Regions from separate parts of the Mus musculus genome. Here regions 2, 3, 4, 5, 6 and 7 are each linked to region 1. The links are chromatin contacts, called in public ChIA-PET, HiChIP or PLAC-seq and promoter capture Hi-C maps. All regions are on one chromosome and are shown on one strand. Each heading gives the region's core, a stretch centred on a gene start, on an enhancer-like site or on the middle of the called end of the contact. The rest is flanking DNA. Distances are from core to core; before and after follow the strand shown. Region 1 holds the start of S1pr1 (sphingosine-1-phosphate receptor 1). Region 2 holds the start of Rtca (RNA 3'-terminal phosphate cyclase). Region 3 holds the start of Cdc14a (CDC14 cell division cycle 14A). Region 4 holds the start of Mfsd14a (major facilitator superfamily domain containing 14A). Region 5 holds the start of Gpr88 (G-protein coupled receptor 88). Region 6 holds the start of Slc35a3 (solute carrier family 35 (UDP-N-acetylglucosamine (UDP-GlcNAc) transporter), member 3). Region 7 holds the start of Sass6 (SAS-6 centriolar assembly protein).

What was found. Promoter capture Hi-C pulls out the DNA fragments that hold promoters and counts their contacts. ChIA-PET counts read pairs in DNA pulled down with a chosen protein or histone mark. HiChIP or PLAC-seq counts read pairs in DNA pulled down with a chosen protein or histone mark.
Region 2: a promoter capture Hi-C map of pre-B cells shows a contact between it and region 1, with 4 times the contacts expected there. The contact joins the promoter of Rtca here to the promoter of S1pr1 in region 1. A contact is called at or near these places in 9 of 39 promoter capture datasets (the 3T3-L1 cell line, the HPC-7 cell line, hematopoietic stem and progenitor cells and 4 more), 2 of 484 Hi-C or Micro-C datasets (muscle stem cells and nephron progenitors) and 3 of 115 datasets of contacts at active chromatin or transcription factors (astrocytes, bone marrow-derived macrophages and memory CD8 T cells).
Region 3: a contact with region 1 is called in an RNA polymerase II ChIA-PET map of memory CD8 T cells, with 81 read pairs. The contact joins the promoter of Cdc14a here to the promoter of S1pr1 in region 1. A contact is called at or near these places in 2 of 39 promoter capture datasets (cranial neural crest and pre-B cells), 1 of 484 Hi-C or Micro-C datasets (B cells), 1 of 115 datasets of contacts at active chromatin or transcription factors (memory CD8 T cells) and 2 of 9 other capture datasets (adipose tissue and liver).
Region 4: a contact with region 1 is called in an H3K27ac HiChIP or PLAC-seq map of microglia, with 8 times the contacts expected there. The contact joins the promoter of Mfsd14a here to the promoter of S1pr1 in region 1. A contact is called at or near these places in 1 of 484 Hi-C or Micro-C datasets (B cells), 3 of 115 datasets of contacts at active chromatin or transcription factors (astrocytes, microglia and regulatory T cell precursor) and 1 of 9 other capture datasets (adipose tissue).
Region 5: an H3K27ac HiChIP or PLAC-seq map of embryonic stem cells shows a contact between it and region 1, with 4 times the contacts expected there. The contact joins the promoter of Gpr88 here to the promoter of S1pr1 in region 1. A contact is called at or near these places in 3 of 115 datasets of contacts at active chromatin or transcription factors (all in embryonic stem cells).
Region 6: a contact with region 1 is called in a promoter capture Hi-C map of pre-B cells, with 5 times the contacts expected there. The contact joins the promoter of Slc35a3 here to the promoter of S1pr1 in region 1. A contact is called at or near these places in 8 of 39 promoter capture datasets (the C10 cell line, embryonic stem cells, hippocampal neurons and 4 more), 1 of 484 Hi-C or Micro-C datasets (B cells), 1 of 115 datasets of contacts at active chromatin or transcription factors (astrocytes) and 1 of 9 other capture datasets (adipose tissue).
Region 7: a contact with region 1 is called in a promoter capture Hi-C map of pre-B cells, with 5 times the contacts expected there. The contact joins the promoter of Sass6 here to the promoter of S1pr1 in region 1. A contact is called at or near these places in 2 of 39 promoter capture datasets (liver and pre-B cells) and 1 of 115 datasets of contacts at active chromatin or transcription factors (memory CD8 T cells).

What each region holds. Positions count from the first base shown.
Region 1 is chr3:115,713,765-115,716,464 of GRCm38.p6, reverse strand. It overlaps S1pr1 (sphingosine-1-phosphate receptor 1), which reads left to right and starts at 1,410. Exons shown (of 2, transcript NM_007901.5): 1 at 1,410-1,756.
Region 2 is chr3:116,506,925-116,509,624 of GRCm38.p6, reverse strand. Rtca (RNA 3'-terminal phosphate cyclase) reads left to right here and starts at 1,450. Exons shown (of 11, transcript NM_025517.3): 1 at 1,450-1,680; 2 at 1,774-1,874; 3 at 2,647-2,700. The coding sequence starts at 1,636.
Region 3 is chr3:116,422,603-116,425,302 of GRCm38.p6, reverse strand. Cdc14a (CDC14 cell division cycle 14A) reads left to right here and starts at 1,271. Exons shown (of 16, transcript NM_001080818.2): 1 at 1,271-1,866; 2 at 2,646-2,700. The coding sequence starts at 1,818. It overlaps Gm40125 (a long non-coding RNA gene), which reads right to left and starts at 1,052. Exons shown (of 3, transcript XR_867571.3): 1 at 620-1,052.
Region 4 is chr3:116,661,272-116,663,971 of GRCm38.p6, reverse strand. It overlaps Mfsd14a (major facilitator superfamily domain containing 14A), which reads left to right and starts at 1,295. Exons shown (of 12, transcript NM_008246.2): 1 at 1,295-1,577. The coding sequence starts at 1,494.
Region 5 is chr3:116,252,061-116,254,760 of GRCm38.p6, reverse strand. Gpr88 (G-protein coupled receptor 88) reads left to right here and starts at 1,277. Exons shown (of 2, transcript NM_022427.2): 1 at 1,277-1,647; 2 at 2,029-2,700. The coding sequence starts at 2,101.
Region 6 is chr3:116,710,879-116,713,578 of GRCm38.p6, reverse strand. Slc35a3 (solute carrier family 35 (UDP-N-acetylglucosamine (UDP-GlcNAc) transporter), member 3) reads left to right here and starts at 1,299. Exons shown (of 8, transcript NM_144902.4): 1 at 1,299-1,496.
Region 7 is chr3:116,593,518-116,596,284 of GRCm38.p6, reverse strand. It overlaps Sass6 (SAS-6 centriolar assembly protein), which reads right to left and starts at 1,327. Exons shown (of 17, transcript NM_028349.3): 1 at 1,107-1,327. The coding sequence starts at 1,171. Trmt13 (tRNA methyltransferase 13) reads left to right here. Exons shown (of 12, transcript NM_030016.3): 2 at 692-1,646. The coding sequence starts at 1,500.

The sequences.
Region 1 (2,700 bases), core at 161-2,660:
CAGTGGCCATCACATCTTGGGACAACAAAGTGCACAGTTCCCCTTTAAAGACCTCATAAATTGTTAGTGGGAGAAGGGGAAGCTAACTCCTTGCCTCTGCAGCACTGCGATAGACAGAAGTTATCTCCTCTTTCAAATGAAACCAGTCTCAAACTCTGTCTTTTCTGGAGGAGACTGGACGGCTGTTATCTTGGTTTCCATATTGTTTTGCAAGATCTGTAGTTTGTGGGTAGGTAAGGTAGGAAACTGTCAATGAGTGCTTCTAGGCAAATATGAATTAACAGCTACTTTTTTTTTTTTTTTGCAAGCTCATAAAATCCCAGAAGGTAGGGGTCTGTTGTTTGTTTCTTCTGTCTCTCTTGAGTCATTCAGGTACAGGGTGTGTCTGTTAATTGAAACTGCACAGCAGAGGAAGTTTTGTGATCACATCTGCTCAGGGTGGGAAGGCAGTGAGAACAGGGGACTTGGGTGGAACCACTTTTTAACAGAAGGACAGACAGACAAGGCATAAAGGCCTCCATCTGCTACTCAGACAAATCTGACCAAGGCCTCTTCAGCCTCAATCTAGCATTATCTAACAGTAGAAAAATGTGGACAAGGTGCAATTCCTTAGATTTGGGGATCTCTTAGTTATCTCTACGTAGACAGGGAGAGAAGAGGGGTCCAGCTTTAGGCAGGGGGCTGTAGGCACTGGCCAGTGAAAGGACAGGCAACCTCTTTCCCCTGTGGACATTCCTGAACTGCTGCTGGATTGTTTAAATCTCTGAGGCCAGGGCAGCAGCCCACCTCCTCAAAGGCCTCTGAGCTTCCCAGAATCTGGGGCACACCGCCTGGCTTTGCGGTCAGCTGAGAGAGGGGAACCCCCGGTCCAACATCAAGCACAGCACTGGCCCACTTCACCGTGCACCCGGGGAAAGCCACTTTCTGCCCACCAGACCGCAAGTTTCAAGGCTTCACCAGGATCGGAGTGGAGGGGGTGGAGGAAGAGGAGGTGGAGGACAGAAGCTTTTCAGTACTTCGGGGCTGCTCTCCTCCGACCTTCTCAGGATCCCCTCTCTGCGGCGTGGCTGCGGCTCTCCGGGCAGTGGCTCGGGTTTCCCCTGACCGCGTGGAAGTGGCCCCCAGGGCACCGGACCACTCGGGCTACACGGATCCTCAGGGCTGTGGGGTCTGGGACCAGAAAGCTCCTCTACCAAGTGCAGGCTTGTCCTCTGTCCTCTAAGATTTTTAACGAAGAAAAGTTTTCCCAGGGATCCCCATGCCTAGTTTCAGAGTCCGTCCCGCGCTGGGGACTGCGGGAAGCTGTGTGAATTAGAATTTAGGAGCTGCCAGGCTCCGCCCCTTCTCTTCCCTTCTCTCTGCTGGTTGGGGCGGAGGGGCTCCTATTCATTTGGTTTTATTTTAGTCACTCTGCCCCAGATCTTTCTGGGAGGCTGCTTCTTAGCAGCCCAGACCCTGAGGGGCCCCCTGCCGCTGGCAGAGGGCGGAGGAGTTAAAAGCATTAACCCCTCCCAGTCCCTTCCTAGAGGAGCCACCCAGCCTCGGCGGGGCGCTCAGAGACTTCGTCTTGCAAAAGTGGTGCGGGCAGCGCAGGCAGGGCTGGCCATTGGAGTGCACCGCTGAGGAGGGAGGGGACCCCAGCTCAGGGAACTTTGCGAGTGAGCTGGTCGCCGTCAGTCGCCGACAGCAGCAAGATGCGGATCGCGCGGTGTAGACCCAGAGTCCTGCGGACGCAGCTTCGTCCGGCTTGAGCGAGGTAGGGGGTTGTGAGCCTCGCAGGCTCCGGCTATGGGGCGTCCAGGTGTCAAGAACGAACCTTTAAACACAAACGAAACAAACAAAAACTTTGAGAAAAAACAAAGCAAAACGAACCCGGGCATCACCAAGATGCTATGGAGTCCTTCTTGACTGACTTCTTCTTGGGGCACGGAGTTTATGAAGTTAGAAAAAAAAAAAGATTAATTTCCAAATTATAGAAACGACTGGGGGAGGGCATGCTAGAGAAGCTGTGATTCATTAGAACGGAGAAAAGGGAAGACGCTTATTATTATTATTTTTTTTTTTTTGAAATCCTGTAGACAAAATTATCAGGCACCACGCCAATAATTTCCATTGCCTGAGAATGGACTGTAGCGATAAGAGTGGAGAAATGTTGAGTTTCGTAAGCTTTTGTCACAGAAATGACTACAATGTCTCTAGGGTCCCCTCCCCCCTCATTTGTTATAGAGTTGATCAATTACTGTGCAGACTTTAGAGTACTTATTTAGTGCTGTGTGTCCAACTTAAGTAGTGCTGTGTGCCCTTTAGGGATTGCTAGTTCTGTTGAGAGGAGGCAATGTTGGGGGTGTGGGGAGCGGAGGAAGTTAAAAGTGCCCATGCAAACTTAGCAGTATGTGTTTCTGGAAATTAATGTACCTGAAGTTAAAACAAAGTGGCGTGCTTCGTTATCGCTAGCAGGGTGACTTTCGTGTGTGTGTGTGTGCAAGTAAGCGTTGGCTAAAGTTAAAACTTTCTTAAGCAATCAGTTCATGGAGAAACGTCTAGGATTTGCTGCAATCTCTTAGGAGGGGTTCTCCGTGAATACCTTTAAACGTAATAAATGAACTTGTGGGGCGGTTGGGTGAGGCGGAGGAGTAAAGACAGAAGTTTTAAAAAGAAGAATAGGCAGTTGCTTCACGGAGGCGCCAAGCTTTCCTGTTT
Region 2 (2,700 bases), core at 201-2,700, 790 kb before region 1:
CTCGACATCAGCCTCCAGCACTGTGATTAATAAAAACAAAAAGGATTAGCTTTCTTCAGAGGGTGTTATATTTATGTAATAGGAATCTAATATGTATGATAATCAAGGTACCACAGGGAAGATGGCTGCTCTTCCATAGGACCCAGGTCAGATTCTCACCCGTGTGATTGGTGGCTCACAATCCTCTGGAATTCCAGTCACAGGGAATTCGATACCCTCTTCAGGCCTCTGTGTACAGATGAATGTGTACACATTATGCCCATTCACATAATAATAATTTTTAAAAAGTACAACATGTATATTCGCACAGCAGCCTTGCTTCAATGTCTTATTATTTCCTGTCTGTAAAATTATATCACTGGTATCTCCTTTTTTTAGGTTCTTAGGCCGCTAAACCATCTTCTGTACACTATAATGGGTTTGTGCCTCTCCCTTTGGTTTAGCGGACCATGAGACAAGGAAGTTTCTCTGAGTCTCATGCTAGGCCATGGGAAAAGCCGGAGTTCCCGAGCCAGCCGGGGGGCAAGTTTGTCATCCAAGAAGAGATTTTTTTTTAAAAAAAGATTTATTTATTTATTATATGTAAGTACACTGTAGCTGTCCTCAGATACCCCAGAAGAGGGCATCAGATTTCGTTACGGATGGTTGTGAGGCACCATGTGGTTGCTGGGATTTGAACTCAGGACCTTTGAAAGAACAGTCGGCGCTCTTAACCACTGAGCCATCTCGCCAGCCCCAGGAAGAGATTTTACAGTTCTAAAATCTGCTAGACCACTTTGCAGAAGAGATTGAGTCGATGGCAGGTCAGTGTTGGCCTGGACCACACCTAGATTAGGACTGCTTGCATGTGAATCACTGTTGCTCTCTACTTAAACCTAAGCTTTCCATCAGAACCCTGAAGATAGACTAGGTTTATTTATTTATTTTTTTCTCTTCCCAATGGGACCACACGTAACAGATCTCTTCTTTCTGCCTTCCATTAATACTTATTTCTTGGCTTGGCTACTGAGAAGGTGTTGGCTGAGCCTACTTTGTTAAGGCCTGCCAGGGGCCAGGCTCTGACGGTAACATTTCAAGTAACCATTCACATCTTGGAGCACGTTCCAGATTGATTTAAGTAATCTACATGCTTCCAAAATACTGTGTTAGTACAGTATCGAAATTAGGCGACAGTGATGTTTCATCACACAATTCAGCCTCATTTCCCAGTCTTTGAGGTACCCGAGGATGCTGGAGAAGGCAGTGCTTACACATGATTGGGAAAATAAAATACCAGCCTGGGGGATAACTGAAGAATGTACCTGTTGGGGGGAAAGGGCTTCTGGAGCCTGAAGGTTTTGCTGTGTCACCCCCTTGTGGCCAGCCCAGTTCCCTGCTAGTTTGGGTACACAGTCGCACAACGCCCCGCGCGGCCTCTCTGAGCGCTGGGTGGAGCGCATGCGTACAGCTGCCGGCAGGGTCCCCTGGGGAATTCGTTTCCACAGCAACAGTTTCCCGGGAGGCGCGGGTTCTTTCTCCTTCCGGCGAGCTCGGCCCGGAAGCGCACTATCAGGCCTGCGGGCTTGCGGGCGCCTCGTCTTTTGCCGGTTGCAGCAGGGACGTGGTCGCTGCCGGCCGGGCTCAGAGGCGCCCGCCATGGAGGGCCAGCGGGTGGAGGTGGACGGTGGGATCATGGAAGGGGTGAGTGTGGGACTGCTAGGGGCCGGGGCGAGCCGTGGCGGCGGGGGCCTCCATTCAACCTCTGTCATTTCTCCACCCCGGTGCTCTCTACAGGGCGGCCAGATCCTCAGGGTCTCCACCGCCCTGAGCTGCCTCCTGGGCCTACCCTTGCGCGTGCAGAAGATCCGCGCGGGCCGCAGCACGCCGGGCCTCAGGTACTGCGGGCGGGCGGGCGGGCGGGGAGTTTGGGTAGGGGGCCTGGGAGCCCGGAGATCGGAGCCCGGGTTCTAGGGGGGAGGAGGCCCGGGCGGCAATTAAGAGTGCGGCCTTTGCTCTCCGTTTCTGTCCATAGGGCAGGCCGCTAGTTGTCCTTAGGACGCCTTGAAACAGGGTAGCTTGTCCATGTTCTTGTCATGGTAGGTTTATTGTTAATTGTTCTTGCAAGATATCATCTAGTCCAGGGTAATCCGGAACTTCTCTGCTAGGGTGAATAACCTTGAACTTTCGATTCTCCTGTTTCCACCTCTCAGATGCTATAATTACAGCTGTGTGCCACCATGCCCAGTTTATGTGGTTCTGGAAATAAAACCTAAGGCCTCCTCCACACTGTGCACGCCCTCTACCCACTGAACTACATCCCTGTTCCTCTAATCTCACCCTCTCTTTTCATAAGAATAGCAGTCAAATTGTATTACCGCACCCCCTAATAGCCTCCCTTATGTTGATTGTACCTTTAAAAGGCCTGTTTAAATGATCACATTTTGTGTGGGTTGAGGCCTCAAGGTGGGAATTTAGGGATGAGGAGTACATAATTTAGGTAGTACTGGTGTCACGGGGTGGTCATTGAATGAAATCAAAAGCCCCAGACAAAGTTCTCCTGTTGGAAGACATCACACTTGTTTTCTGGCCATTGCTTTTGTAACTGTCATAGAGTGGGGTATAGGCAGTCTGATGGCACACGTTTTGATGCAGTCTTATGACCTGAAGGCCTCAGCATTTATCTGGACTGGAAATGGTTCGTGATTTGTGTGGCGGGCACCT
Region 3 (2,700 bases), core at 22-2,521, 710 kb before region 1:
ATATCAAAGTAGTATCCACTTAGTTTTGTGCTTGTTTAGCTTTATGGAAAGCCGGCAGAGCAGAAGAATGGCCTAAGAATTGCCTCCCTGGAGTCAGTGTTCCAAGTTGCTTCAGCCGGCACTTTGCTCGAGCGCCCCCTCTCTCCCTAGAGGTCAACACGCAACTGCGAGCTTTCAAAGGCTTGCACAAATCCCCGTTTCAAGGAGAAACCACTCAGAGCGCATGCTCTGGTGATAGTGGTTCAGTAGCGCCATTTTCGTAAGGGAAGGGCTGGCCACTAGTTCCGTCCCTAGGGCTCCCAGCATTAAAGTTCTCCAAACTGGATCAAAACGTTGCCGAACAAGTCCGGGGCCTCCTGGAGAGGAGCCTTTGTACTCCTTTGCAACGCTCCAGCCAAGACTACAGAAATCTTCTGTTCATTTCTCTTGTGGACAAGAGATCCTTTTCCCTCTTCTCCCTTCGCCTAGGATAGCCTACAGTCCGAGACTAGAGCCTTACACTTCTGGTGTAATTTTGCGCTCACACCTGTGGCCAAAATGAAAGGACTTGGAGAACTGGACGGGAATTTTTTTCCCCCTTGAGAACAAAGCCTAGGTGAGAGCAGACTCTAGTACTTACAGGGCATCAGTCCGTGTACTCAGGAGCTAGGAGGTATCGCTTCTTTTGAAAATTGGTTATAAAGACACAGATCCGATAGTGGTGAGAATAGGGGTTGGTGGAAAGATAGCTAGCGGTACGACCCGACATGGAGAAGGTCTGAGGTTTTTCAATGTGTGTGTCTGCGCGCGCGTGCGTGTGTGTCTCTGTGTGTGTGTGTGTGTGTGTGCGCGCGCGCGAGTTTAGAAGAAACTGAGTGAAGCAGGAAAGAGCTTGAGAGACAAAAAAAAATCTGGTGTGGAAGAAGAGCTAGCCGGTGCAGACGTGGAGACAGCATCTCAGCCCGCCAGGCAGTCGCAGCTTCCTGGGAGGCATTCACTCCTCTCTACCCATCCTTTTTCATTCATAAGTTTGTGGCTCCGCCTGACATCCACCCCACCCCCACCCCACCCAGGCAGAGGGCCAAGTTTCCTGTGTAGCAATTGGTGAAAGGCAACAAAGCCTTAGCAACTGGCTCCTAGTGACCCGCGGGGCGCCTGGTAACTGGGGCCCGAGGCCGGCTCAGAGAAAGGAGCCGAGCTGTCCCTTTAAGGGATGGCCGCGGAGTGGTGAAAGTGGAGGGGGACGAGGGAGGGCGGGGAGGCAGGTCTGGGGGCGGACCTAAGAGGAGGAGGAGGAGGAGAGGGAGGAAGAGTTGCTGCTGAAAGGAGGTGGCGAAGGAGGAGTCTGAGCAGCTGCTACTAGCCCCGCGGACACCTCCGGAGTCCTGCCCGCTGCCGCACGAGTGGCCACGGGCGCGATCCGGGCCAAACGTCTTGTCCTCCATGATCACTTTGGGAGCCGGGGAAAGACTTTGCCCGGCCTTGGGAGCTGGTGTGCGCCGTCCAGGTTTGGTGGAGACGGTGCAGCGCGAGAAGGAGGAGCTGCAGCTCGAGAAGCAGCAGCAGCCGCCGCCGCCGCAGAGTCCGGATCACAGCGGTTACAGCCCGGGGCGTGTGCGTCCCGCGCCCAGCGGGTTCGGTTCCCCACGGAATGTCCCCGGGGCGCCCCACGCGCTGACCCTGCAGCTGCCTCCGCCTTGGGCGACTGCCTCCTCCCTCAGGCAGGCTCGGTGATTGGGACCGCGAGCTCCCAGCTCTTGGGCAGTGGGGAAGCCCCCGGGGGCGGGTGACCTCAGCTGGCCACGACCCAGCCCTCCCCCGTGCGGATCTCGCTTAAGATGGCAGCGGAGTCTGGGGAACTAATCGGGGCTTGCGAGTTCATGAAAGGTGAGGAGCAGCCACCCGGCATCCTCCGGCCCTTCCACGCCACTCCCCCCCCCCAACTCCTCACGGCTCACCCCTTTGTCCCAAGCCTCTATGCTGGGTTTCTTTTCGGGCCCTGTGTCCCTCAGTACTGCGGCTCGGCGCTCGGGCCCCTTCTCGCTACTCAACTCCCGGAGGACCCCCTGCTTCCGGCTTCTTTTTTCGCGTTCTCACTCCCTCTGCAGCTTCCTCGTACCCGGACAGTGCAGGCTTCTCTGCTTGGGATCCTCCTGCAAACCTATCTTGGTGGGGAGCCTGCTGGTTTTAATCCTCCATCCGCTAACTCTCTACTTCCTCGGTGGCTGGCCCGTGTTTTTGGGACACCCCCTACCCCCAACCACACCCCCCTATCTTTCCTTCCTTCCTCTTGAAGTCTGCTAAGCTGCAGCGGCAGAAGCTCGCCTCTTTTCCCATTCCACCGCAGCTGAGGTCTGAAGGTTTCCGAACCAAACTTGTGTCTCCAGTTTTGCGGGTACCCACAGCTCCTGTCTGCACCCGCCCGCACGCAACCAGGGGGTGAGGGAACTCAGAAGATGCTCTGCCCCCTGCTGGGTCTTCTAGCCTCTTAGCAAGATGTGCTTTTGGGGCTCTGTAGCTTTCTGGAAGATCCTGTTTCTCCAAGAATCCCACGTGTTAAAGGTCTTTAAACGATGTGTAGCAGTTATTAATCCTTTGTGCATGATCTGCACTCTCAGTCTCGCGTCCCTGCTTCTCATGTTCTGTCTTTTAAACTTGTCTTTCAGATCGATTATATTTTGCTACTTTAAGGAATAGACCAAAAAGCACAATAAATATCCA
Region 4 (2,700 bases), core at 46-2,545, 950 kb before region 1:
TGATTCTCCTTCATGCCAGGATCTAGGCATCCACTTCTATGCTGGGTTCACTGATTGTTGGTGATAGAATCCGCAGCCCTATGCTTACAGGAAAAGCACTCCAAAAGAACCAGCTACAGCCCCATCCCAGTAATGTGGCTAAGCTGGGTATTCATAGCTGAAGGTCTCATAAAGTTTGCAGTCAGCTCAAGGCTTGACCAGGCATAGAGGATCTCGTTCCAAGATAATCCACAAAGCTTTGAAGGAGATTTCAGCTCAACGGCAGCACCTCTCCATAGTTCCTCTGGTATTATGGCATAACAATCGGCAACCCCTGACTGGAGTAAATGAAGAGCCTAGCAAAAACATACAGTACCTTTTATGACCTCTCCTCTAAAGTCAGTGCTGTCATTTCTGCTTTGCCCTGTTAAAACAAGGTCATCCATCACTAACCAGGCCACAAGCCAGGAGAGGGAGGGAGCCCCTTCCACTTCTCCCAGGGAGGAATATCACTGAGTTTGGGAACATTTATCTTACTTAGAGCCACCACATCCAGGATCGCTGTTGCCACAGTTTGGTTTGTTTCCAGTTCCCCTTTATCGAACAGTTTGATGGGGGAAAGCATGTGTTGTGCTCGTTCATACCTAGCACTGAAGGTATATTTAAAGGAAAGTTTTCCAACAGTTACCAAAATGAAGACTTTGCTAGACATGGTGGCACATGACTTTGATCACAATATGGGAGGTAGTCAGGGAGATCTCTCAGTTTGAGGCCAGCCTGGTCTACATAATGTGCTGCCTCAAAGTAAATGTCAGTACTGTTAATATCACATTTCATATTCCACCTGTCTGCTCTTTCTACCAGTCTTCTAGTCAAACCAATTTTTAAAAGCCTATAAAGTATGGCATCTAGTTTACACTGGGAGAGAATGTACTGGTACGTGGGGGTATGTAAGCCAGCATGACCTAGCTGGGCATCAGATCAACAGCTAAAACTCCTCTACCTGCTACTGACCATTCCTGGAAAACTTTCCCGTTGTCCCCTTCAATTCTGTTTTGGTGGGGATGCATTTGATGCGGATGCTATTAGCCTGGGACGCCTGAGCATCTGAGAAACTATTTGTCAGATTTGAGTAGGTAAAAACTTTTCGGAACTTGAGTTCATCTGTGAAGGAAAAACTGTTAAAATAGCCATCGCTCAGCGCCTTAGAGGGCAAAAGCTAGGCAGCCAAAGCACCTGGCTCCACCCGCTCCCGCGGCACCTCCCAGTCCTCCGCTATTGCAGGGTTGGAGGGGCGTGCCCGCACTGCGGGGGCGTGGCTGCGTCACGGGGGCGTGGCGAGCGACTCAGCCGATCGCACGATGTGACGCGCCGCCCGAGGCAGGCCGGGCCCTCAAGATGGCGGCGTGCGCCCTGAGCGGCTCGGCCCGGCAGTAGTGGCGGGACCGCACTCGCCGCTGGGGCCGCCCGCCCCCTGAGTGGCTGCTGCAGCGCCGGGAGTCGAGGATGGTAAAATGACCCAGGGGAAGAAAAAGAAACGGGCCGCGAACCGCAGTATCATGCTGGCCAAAAAGATCATCATTAAGGACGGAGGCACGGTGAGTGCTGCTGGTTCCGCGCCGCAGGACGGCCCGGGTGCGGGCCCGGCTCGCTCTTCCCCCCGCTTCCGCCTTCGCTGGGCCGAGAGCGCCCTGCCCTTCCGTGCCGCCGGCGCTGCCGCGGTCTCGGCCTGCGGCCTCCGCGGCCTGGCTCCCCTGGACGCTGCTGGTACCTCCGGCGGGGCACTGCGTCTCGGAGCCTGCGGCCTCGGCCCACGTGCGCCCGGCCTCGGGGAGGAGGCGGCGGCCCCTCCGCAGCCTCGCCAGGCCCAGCGCGGCGCGCGGGGAGGCTGGGCAGCCTTGCGCTCCGTATGCTGTGGCGGGTGGCCGCCGCCGCGGCCCGCTGGGCCAGGGTACGTGCGTTGTCCCATCGCGGTCGCCGGGAGCCGGAGCAGCGGCTTGGAGCTGTTCGGCTACCTTGTCGGGGAGTGGGCTCGTCCCCTCTCCCGGCGTCGGAAGCCTGACCTTCCCTGGGGCCCTCTCCGTTAGAGAAATCTTCACCTTGTGCCTCAAAATAAGTCTTTAGAATTGGTCATGGCGTGAGGATCGGAGACAGATTCTGGCAGGCGGACTGAGGCTAAAAATGTGCCTTTTAGACAGTCGTTACTCGCAGAAAACTTTATGCACTGTGCAGTGTGCTACCAGACGTCGATATAGGATTTGTCATTGGAAAACAAACGTACACTTTTGTTGTGCTGTGTGTTTGTAGCGTTACACTCTGATCTTTGCTGACTCCTTTGGTATCGCGTTCCGAAATAGAATGGAAAAGTAAGATGTGTCTCTGTGGTGAAGTTGCAGACATTGTTTCTTTCCATTTGTTTGTAGTTTAATGGAGCCTTGATCAATGCTAGCAAAGCACTAAATATGTAAGTAGGCCACCGCGGAGGATTTGCTGAAATCAGTTTGAAATAAATGACAACTTTCTTTTGACATTTGAGAACATGGCCTAGTCCAACTGCCATCATTTAGAAAGCTTGGGACATATGGAACGATTTCGGAATATGTTCAGTTAACTGTCAGATTTATTAGTTGTCATAGCTTTGACTTTTAGTGAAAAAAGAGGGTTCAGAGCTTTCCAGATTTTCTTACTGTACCTGATCAAAGTATTACTTTGATGAATTCT
Region 5 (2,700 bases), core at 28-2,527, 540 kb before region 1:
AAAGTGCCTGACAAACAAGTATCAGTCCTGAGTTCAGATCCAAAGTGCGCACATAAAAAGCCAGGCATGGTGGCACATATCAGTAATCCCAGCTCTGGGAGAGCAGGAACAGAAGATTCTTGGAGATCAGTGGCCAGCCAGCCTAGCAAAAGCCGTGCAGGTTCAGAGAGAAAGAGAGAGAGAGAGAGAGAGAGAGAGAGAGAGAGAGAGAGAGAGAGAGGAAGAAGGAGGAGGAGGAGGAGAGGGATCACCACACAGTTCCTACTCAGCACACACACAACTTCCCAGTTGTCATATCTTCCATTACATTGGCTCATTTGTCACAATCGATGAAGCATCCTGACACGTTTACATTGACCCCATAATTTACACACAGGTTCTCTGGGTGTTTATCTAGTAGGTTTGGACAAACGTACAGTGATGTTTTCCACCATCAGAGTACCATCCAGAGTAGTTTCCCTGCCCTGTATTCCACCTCCCGGTCCCTAGCCCCCCCCCCCCCCCTCCCGACAGCTGGTGGTCCCTGCAGTTTTACGTTTCCCAGTATGGAATACAGTTGGGCTTGGGCAGTGCGCAGCCTTTTCAGATGCTTCTTTTGCTTAATAACAAGCATTTCCGGTTTCCTTAGGTGTTTTATGTCTTGACAGATGATTCCTCTTCATTGCTAACTGGTGTTCCATTGTCTAGCTGGACGATGGACTCCATCTTTAGATCGCCTGACTATGGTACTCACACTTCTCTCATCCCGCCGAAACACAAGCCAAGAGGAGAGGTGTCTAGCGATGGGAAAAGGAATTGAAATTATGATTTGAGCTAAGGCTCGCATATTTTCTGTAGCTAATTACTCATGTCCCACTTTGCCAAGGGTGTGTGTGTGTGTGTGTGTGTGTGTGTGTGTGTGTATGTGGCTGAATTTCAATTCAAATGTAAGGTAATTTTCTCTGAAATTGTACTGGGGTATATTTATCTCTGAGAAAAGAAGTCTTACCTCCAGGATGATTCAGATGGAGATGAAATTTTACTCTAACATTTAAAGGAGAGGAAAAAAAGGAAGGAAAGAAAAAAAAATCAGGCAGAGTGAAAAATGAGACAGAATGGAGAGAGAGAGAGAGAGAGAGAGAGAGAGAGAGAGAGAGAGAGAGATTTGTTAACCACAGGATTCTCTGAAAAAGGTATTTTTCTCTTTTACAAGTTAGCAGTTACTGAATAATTCATGAAGCAGGGAAAGGCTGTCTTCTCCCTGGGTGATGGATAACTGAGCAGGAGAGGCTCCAAGTGGGTTTGCCACATCAGCCAGCGCTCTTGCTTGGAGCACAGGGTGCGCTCCTCTCCAGCTCAGTTTCTTCTGCTCTTGTAGCCAGGCATCTTCGCTGCTGCTGCCTGCCTGCCCACCCTTCTGGGCTTGCAGCCTACCGCTTGACTTTCTCCAATTCTACTGCCAGCTGAGGAGACTCCCCACAGCTGTTGGCTCCTGCCTGGGACCATGTGTGGGGATGCTGCACGGGAGAAGCAAGGCGCTTGCTCCTGGCACGGGTCCCAGCTCAGTTTCTCCTGTTGACTTCTGGACCACAGATGCTGCTGCCGAGGAGGTATTTCCTGGCATCTCTCCCTCTGCTATCACCAGCTAAGGACTGGCCCCAAATCAAGGTACCTCTACTCCCTCTCTTTGGCGTTTTTCCCAGCTAGGAGATATCTACTTTCTCTCGGTAAAGAGAGCTCCGGCTGGCAACACACATTCCCAACTCGTGTGTGTGTGTGTGTGTGTGTGTGTGTGTGTGTGTGTGTGTGTGTTTGGGGAAACTGTCCTAGGTGTGGATATGACCTTAGGGCTTCCCTGCTGCTTGCTGAGTGTAAAGCGGACCTTCTCTGTCATCGGAGACATTTCTGAGGCAGGCACCTGTCATCTGCCACCCCCGTTCTCCTGTTCTTTTTCACCTCCCTCCCTTCTCCCCCTCCTCCAGCCCATTATTCGGCTTCAGCCTTTTGTGTCGGTGACAGCGGGCTGAAGAAATGTTTTTGCCCTCCCAGCAGGCAAGTGCCAGGATGGGCCACGCTACACGAAGCCAACGCTAGGGCGCGAGGTGTGAAGAGTTGGCCAGAATGACCAACTCCTCCTCCACTTCGACCTCCACCACTACCGGGGGATCGCTGCTGCTGCTCTGCGAGGAAGAAGAATCGTGGGCGGGCCGGCGGATCCCGGTGTCTCTCCTGTACTCGGGCCTGGCCATCGGGGGCACGCTGGCCAACGGTATGGTCATCTATCTCGTGTCGTCCTTCCGAAAGCTGCAGACCACCAGCAACGCCTTCATCGTGAATGGCTGCGCCGCGGATCTCAGCGTCTGCGCCCTCTGGATGCCACAGGAGGCGGTGCTGGGGCTCCTGCCCTCGGGCTCCGCGGAGCCCCCGGGGGACTGGGACGGTGGCGGAGGCAGCTACCGCCTGCTCCGGGGCGGGTTGTTGGGCCTCGGGCTCACTGTGTCCCTTCTGTCCCATTGCCTCGTGGCGCTGAACCGCTACCTGCTCATCACCAGGGCGCCTGCCACCTACCAGGTGCTCTACCAACGGCGCCACACGGTGGGCATGCTGGCACTGTCCTGGGCGCTCGCCTTGGGTCTGGTGCTGCTGCTCCCGCCCTGGGCTCCTAAGCCCGGAGCCGAGCCACCGCAAGTCCACTACCCCGCGCTCCTGGCGGCGGGAGCG
Region 6 (2,700 bases), core at 50-2,549, 1.0 Mb before region 1:
AAAAAAAAAAAAAAGTAAGAAGTATAAGAAGTATTGTATTTGTTACTTTCTTTTTGCCTGAGAAAGCCACTTAGAGGGAGGACTTATTAGTCCTCCCTGAAACATCATCGTTTCAGATGTTTTGGTTCATGGTGACTAGGTTTCATTGCCTCTGGGTCTCTGGTTGGAACTTATGTACTGGGGCAGTTATTTACCAAAAAAAGCATACAGGCTGCAAAGAGAGCTAGAGGAAAGGCTAGGTTAAGACACACCCTCAGCGACCCACTTCTTCCAAATAGGCTTGTGCCACCATTTACACCATCTCCTAATAATACCTTCAAAGATTTAATACATCAGTGGCTTAGGTCAGAGGTTCACTATCCATTCACTTCCCCCAACATCAAAGTCCATTAGCTGGCAACCAAACCTTTACCACATGATGAATCTTTGGGGGACGTTTTAGGTTCGGACCCTAGCAAATATCAAGATCTAATCCACATTCCATCCCCCAGAAGTTTTCTGAAGGTCGGATTACACAAACATTTAAGCGAGGCATCATGTGCTAACAGTCATTTAATTTTATTTTTCTCCGTTGTTTTCTAACGATGCTTCCCTAATGGATGGTTTTAATCATTTGCCACGCAAAGAAGCGTAAGCTTAATTCTAGGAGCATTGTTTTAACAGGGAAGGGATAAATCTGCTGTATCCGATGATCAATCCGGACCCAGAATATTACATTTCAGCCTGTCCACAGCCAGCAATGGCTACAGTGGTTGGGAACTTTTGGAAATACATTAGCAGACTGAAACGTAATATGCATGAGATTCTTGCAGACAGGAAGAGGTAAATTGCTCTCTTTCTCTCTTCACCTTTCCCCTGGTTAGTGACACTAAGCCCATTCTGCGTTCCTGACACTCTTCCAGGTCTCCCAGGGTGGGGGACAGGGATCATTCCTAACCGAACCAGCTGGCTCCTAGACTAAGGTTGGTAACCTGCACCAGGTATAATCTTGTTTTCAACTCACTGGTGGTCATTTTCAGGAGCCAAGATCCGCCTCCCGGTTCTCATCAGAGTTCTTTGATCCAAAGGACTTTGTCCCCTTCCTTAAGTGACAGATCATCCCGCCACTTTCTGCCGCAGGACTGTGGGGAGAGAGACACCTTCCTATCAAACTCTCCGGCGACCGTGAGACTGTCACGGGAGCTGCGCGAGGAGCAGCCGCGGTTGGGGTCGCCTCAGGGACGCGTCCCGCAAGCGCGAAGCTGGGGCCCCCGGAGCCGAACAGGGAACGGCGTTTGCCGGGGCCGAGGCGGAAGCCGGATCCTTTGGCGGACCGGACCGCGGGAACCCGGAAACGCCTGGGCCTCACCGAAGCGGTCCGGGCCACAGAGCCGGCGGGAGCCGGCGGTGCTGCGGGTCAGCGGACGCGGCGGAGCCGACGGGCTCGGCAGCCTGGGTCTCCCGGCGTCGCGGAGCCCGGGGCTCCAGTGCGGGCAGCTGGCCGAGCCGCACGGCGGGTGAGCGGAGGGCGCTGGGGGAAGCTGGCGGGACGCCGAGGCCGGGCTGGGAGGGCGCGGGGCGGTTGAGGCCACCGGGACCACAGCGGACGGCTGCAGCCCTAGTTTATGAGGAGTAGATGAATGGGCGCCTTGTACCTCCGGCCTGGACGTGCCGAAACGTTCTGGGTGGAGGAGGAAAAGGTCGGGAGGGGAGGGGTGTGGCAGGCAGTGTGCCTGCAAGCTCCAGACTGGCGGGCCAAGTGCCTTGGGGGCCAGGCTGGCGGCCTGTCCTTCCGCGGTCATTTCGGGAGCTCCGGCTCAGCCTGTGACCCCGGGCTAGGGACGAGTCTGCTCGGTGAGAAAGGACGGTGTAGTCAAGAAGCTGCAGGGACTTGGAGAGATGGAAAGGGTGCCCGTGGTAAGTCTAGACCGAAGGCGATGGGTGTCCATCAGTGTGTGTGGCGAGAGTTTGCAGGGGTTCTAAGTATTGAAGAGTGGGGAGCTTAGTGAACATTTTATTTAAGCTAACTCAAGTTTCTGCTAGTTCAGATTAATTAAGGGATATTAAACGAAGTAATGGGTTTTAACTGTAGCAAGGCACTTATAGGAGTGTGCCCTTTATTATATCCTATTAAACGCAATATTTGAAGATGGCACCTGAGTTGAGTCTTTGTAGACACTTATTTTGGTAGTTACAGGTAATGTTTGGTTGTTTCTCACGTCTTCATTCCGTTGCTACTAACTCAAGTTGCTTGCTTTCAAATGAATGACTCCTACGTTTATGCGTCTGACTAACTTCCCTCCCTTTAAATTTTTTCCTACCGCATCTGCCCTTATTTTCTGGTCACTTTCAGGTGCACCATACCAATAGCTTCCAAAACGGAACTTGCAGCTTTAAGTCTTTCTGCCTTGGAACTACGCCTGACCTGATAGCACACGCATGAGCAGGGCCCCCTCTCTTCTCTGTCTCACTATCTCCTGGTTCTCTTCATCCACCCACACACCCCCACTCCTGCCCCCTCTTCACTGTGTGTGGCTGTGCTGGGCAGTGAACCCCGTGGGAATTGACGGAGCACTCTGTCACTGAGCTGTAATTTTAGTTCTTTGCAATCGCTTTTTGAAGCTGGAGATTTAATGCCACTCTCTGACAGTTCTCTCAGAAATACTCAGCGACAATTTACTTAGTTAGTGGTTCTAGGGATGGAACATAGGTCATACTGAA
Region 7 (2,767 bases), core at 78-2,577, 880 kb before region 1:
TATATATTAAACATCACAAAATAATCACCAATGAGAGGCTGGGGTGGGGTGGGGGTTACACATCAGTGGTAGAGCATGCTAAGTGAGGGCACCACTTCAACTGTCAAAATCAAACAAACAATAAGACAATTAAATAACCTACAGATTCCTATATACGGCTGATGTTTTAAGTCCATTTTTCTGACTGCTTTGCTGGTTGATTCTGGACCTAATTTTAAATCGCATACCACAGTTTAACAGTCCAGCGACTCAATACATCAGTGTCTTCTTTTTGTTTTTGTTGTTTTTTAATTCAACATTTTTTTCACCGTTTAGTTTCTACAAACATTTTCACACCTGGTCTTCATTGCAATCAAATGAACAGCTAGACATATTAAATCAATTTAGCAAATGAGAAAATGTAATGTTCACAGAAACTAACAACTAAAAAGTTATTAGTAAAAGAGGGAAAAATCAGATCGCCTGTGGTTAGTGTGGCAAGTTTGCATTCATCTGTGCGATAAGATACCCTAGTGTAAACTCTGTGAAGATCAAGGTATCCCCAGGGGTCCGACGAAGGGCTTTACGGGTTGACTTATGTTTTGAATGTACAGAATTCCTGATTTTTCCAGTTTTGGGAGTTGGTTAAATGATTGAAACTGACGTGCGGATGAACCGAAATATGTCACTGAACGTTTTGTTTTGTTTTTAGATGGAGTTCTAAAGCTTCACCCCCAGTGTTCTTCAAAGGAGAGCATGAGTGAAGGGCCGGGCGACCTGAATCCTAGTGCGGACAGCTCCCTGAAGTCACCGTGAAGCTTTTGTGGAAATGACAGGGAGAATCAGAGTTGCCACCCAGAAAGGACAGGCTGGGCTCTGTCCCGCTGAGGGCCAGAACACGGACGTGAAGGAGTCGGCTTGCCATTTCCTCATTCCCTTTCCTCGCGTCCCCTCCGCAACGGCCGGCCCGGCCACAAACAAAGGTATCCATTAAGTCCGCAGGGTCCCTTCCCGATTCCCGGTGTGACAGTCCGACACCCGCGGACCGACCGATCCCCACGGAACCCAGCCGCCATCTTCCCCATTGGCGCGACCCCAACCGCCACCCGCCGGCTCCGGGAGCTCACCTCTCCTCGCAGTCTTTGCATTTCACTAGCAAGGGAACAAGCTGCTGGAACAGAACTTGACTCATGTCGGACCGCTGCCCCGACGGGAGGGTGAAGAAGCCCAGTAGGCCCGGCCTTCGGTCCCGGCTGCAAAGAAGAGCCGGTCCCGATGAGTTTGAGTTTGGCGCTCAGCTCCCGCGGAGGAGGAGGGAAACGATAAACAGAGGGAACGAAGGAGCTTTGGACCTCGTCAGCCACCGTCACCTTTTTCCGGTTCGGGCACCGACCGAGCCGGGCTGATGCGTCATTTCCGTGGACCCACCCCCCTCAGGCGGCCACGTTTGTTAAGGGAAGTGGGACCAAAGGGGACTGACAACTTTGGGCTGAGCCAGGCTTTCAAAAGGACCCAGCGTTATGGAGGCTCCGGCGGCGACTTCGCCCTCGATCGGATTTCCCATCGACGGCAGATGCAACTACTTCGTAGAAAAGAAGAAGCGCTTCTGCAGGATGGTGGCGGCCGCGGGGAAAAGGTTCTGTGGCGAACACGCTGGCTCCGCCGAGGTCAGCTATCGCCCTCCCTTCCTGGGAGTCGCGGGTCTGTGGGTGCTGGACCCCAGTCTCGCCCCTTTGACAGGTTCCTGCTTCCGTCCCATGGATTTAAGTAAATGCAGTTCTGCCCACCGCTCGGAGCCGCGAGGAGCCCCCGAGGAGCATTGCTTTCTTGTACTAAAAGCTCCCTCTGCTGTCTCAGAGACCCTTACACTCATCCTTCCTTCCGCTAGTCCCCCATCCTCAGGGGAAGTGATTATTTTTATAAAGGAGTGCTTGAAAAAGATCACTAGGTTTTATTAACTGGGTTCTAATTAATTATAGTTATTGTTTTTGAACGATAACCACTTGTGAATGCATGGGGAAGAAACTTAGAAACAATTTTTGTTTGTTTGTTTAGACTTGTAGATTAGTAATTTGCCTGTTCTTTATACATTAGGAGCCACTAATACTTTTGCACTTACAACCAAAATGTCTTATGACATTAATGTCTGTTGAGAGACAAAAAAAAGAAAAAAACAAAACAAAACAAAACAAAAAACTTTGCTTTCAACTTTGAAGTTTGTTATTTTACGTTTATTTTTCCTTCTCCGTCCCAGAATAATAATTACAAGTTCATAAGGTGTTTTCCTGGAGAGTTAAGTCTAAAGTCACAGGAAGCCTCATTACCCTCTACACCAAAAAAGAAAACATTTTACTAACCTGCTATACACTGTTTCTAAACTCAAACAATAGATTTTAAAAATGTGTGTGTGTGTGTGTGTGTGTGTGTGTGTGTGTTCTGTGATTACGCTTTGAAAGTTAGAGTACTATTTCCCTTGAAAGACAACTTTCTGTTTTTGAGATGGGGATCTTGCTGAATTGCTCATATTGGTCTTGAACATCTGATCCCAGGAATTCTCCTGCCTTAGCCTCCCAACTAGCTGGTCTCCATCAAAGAATCACACTGGAATTTAATTTAAAAGTCTATACATGAAATAATGTTGTTTTTTTTAATACTGAAAATTCCTTAACTTTCTCTAAAATTCAGTGTGCGTATCTTCATGAACATTCTGAAATAAATTGAAATAAACAATTGAGAAAAATTAAGAGTAAATACTTGGTCAGCTTTGGCTGTAGGGCTAGTACTAAAC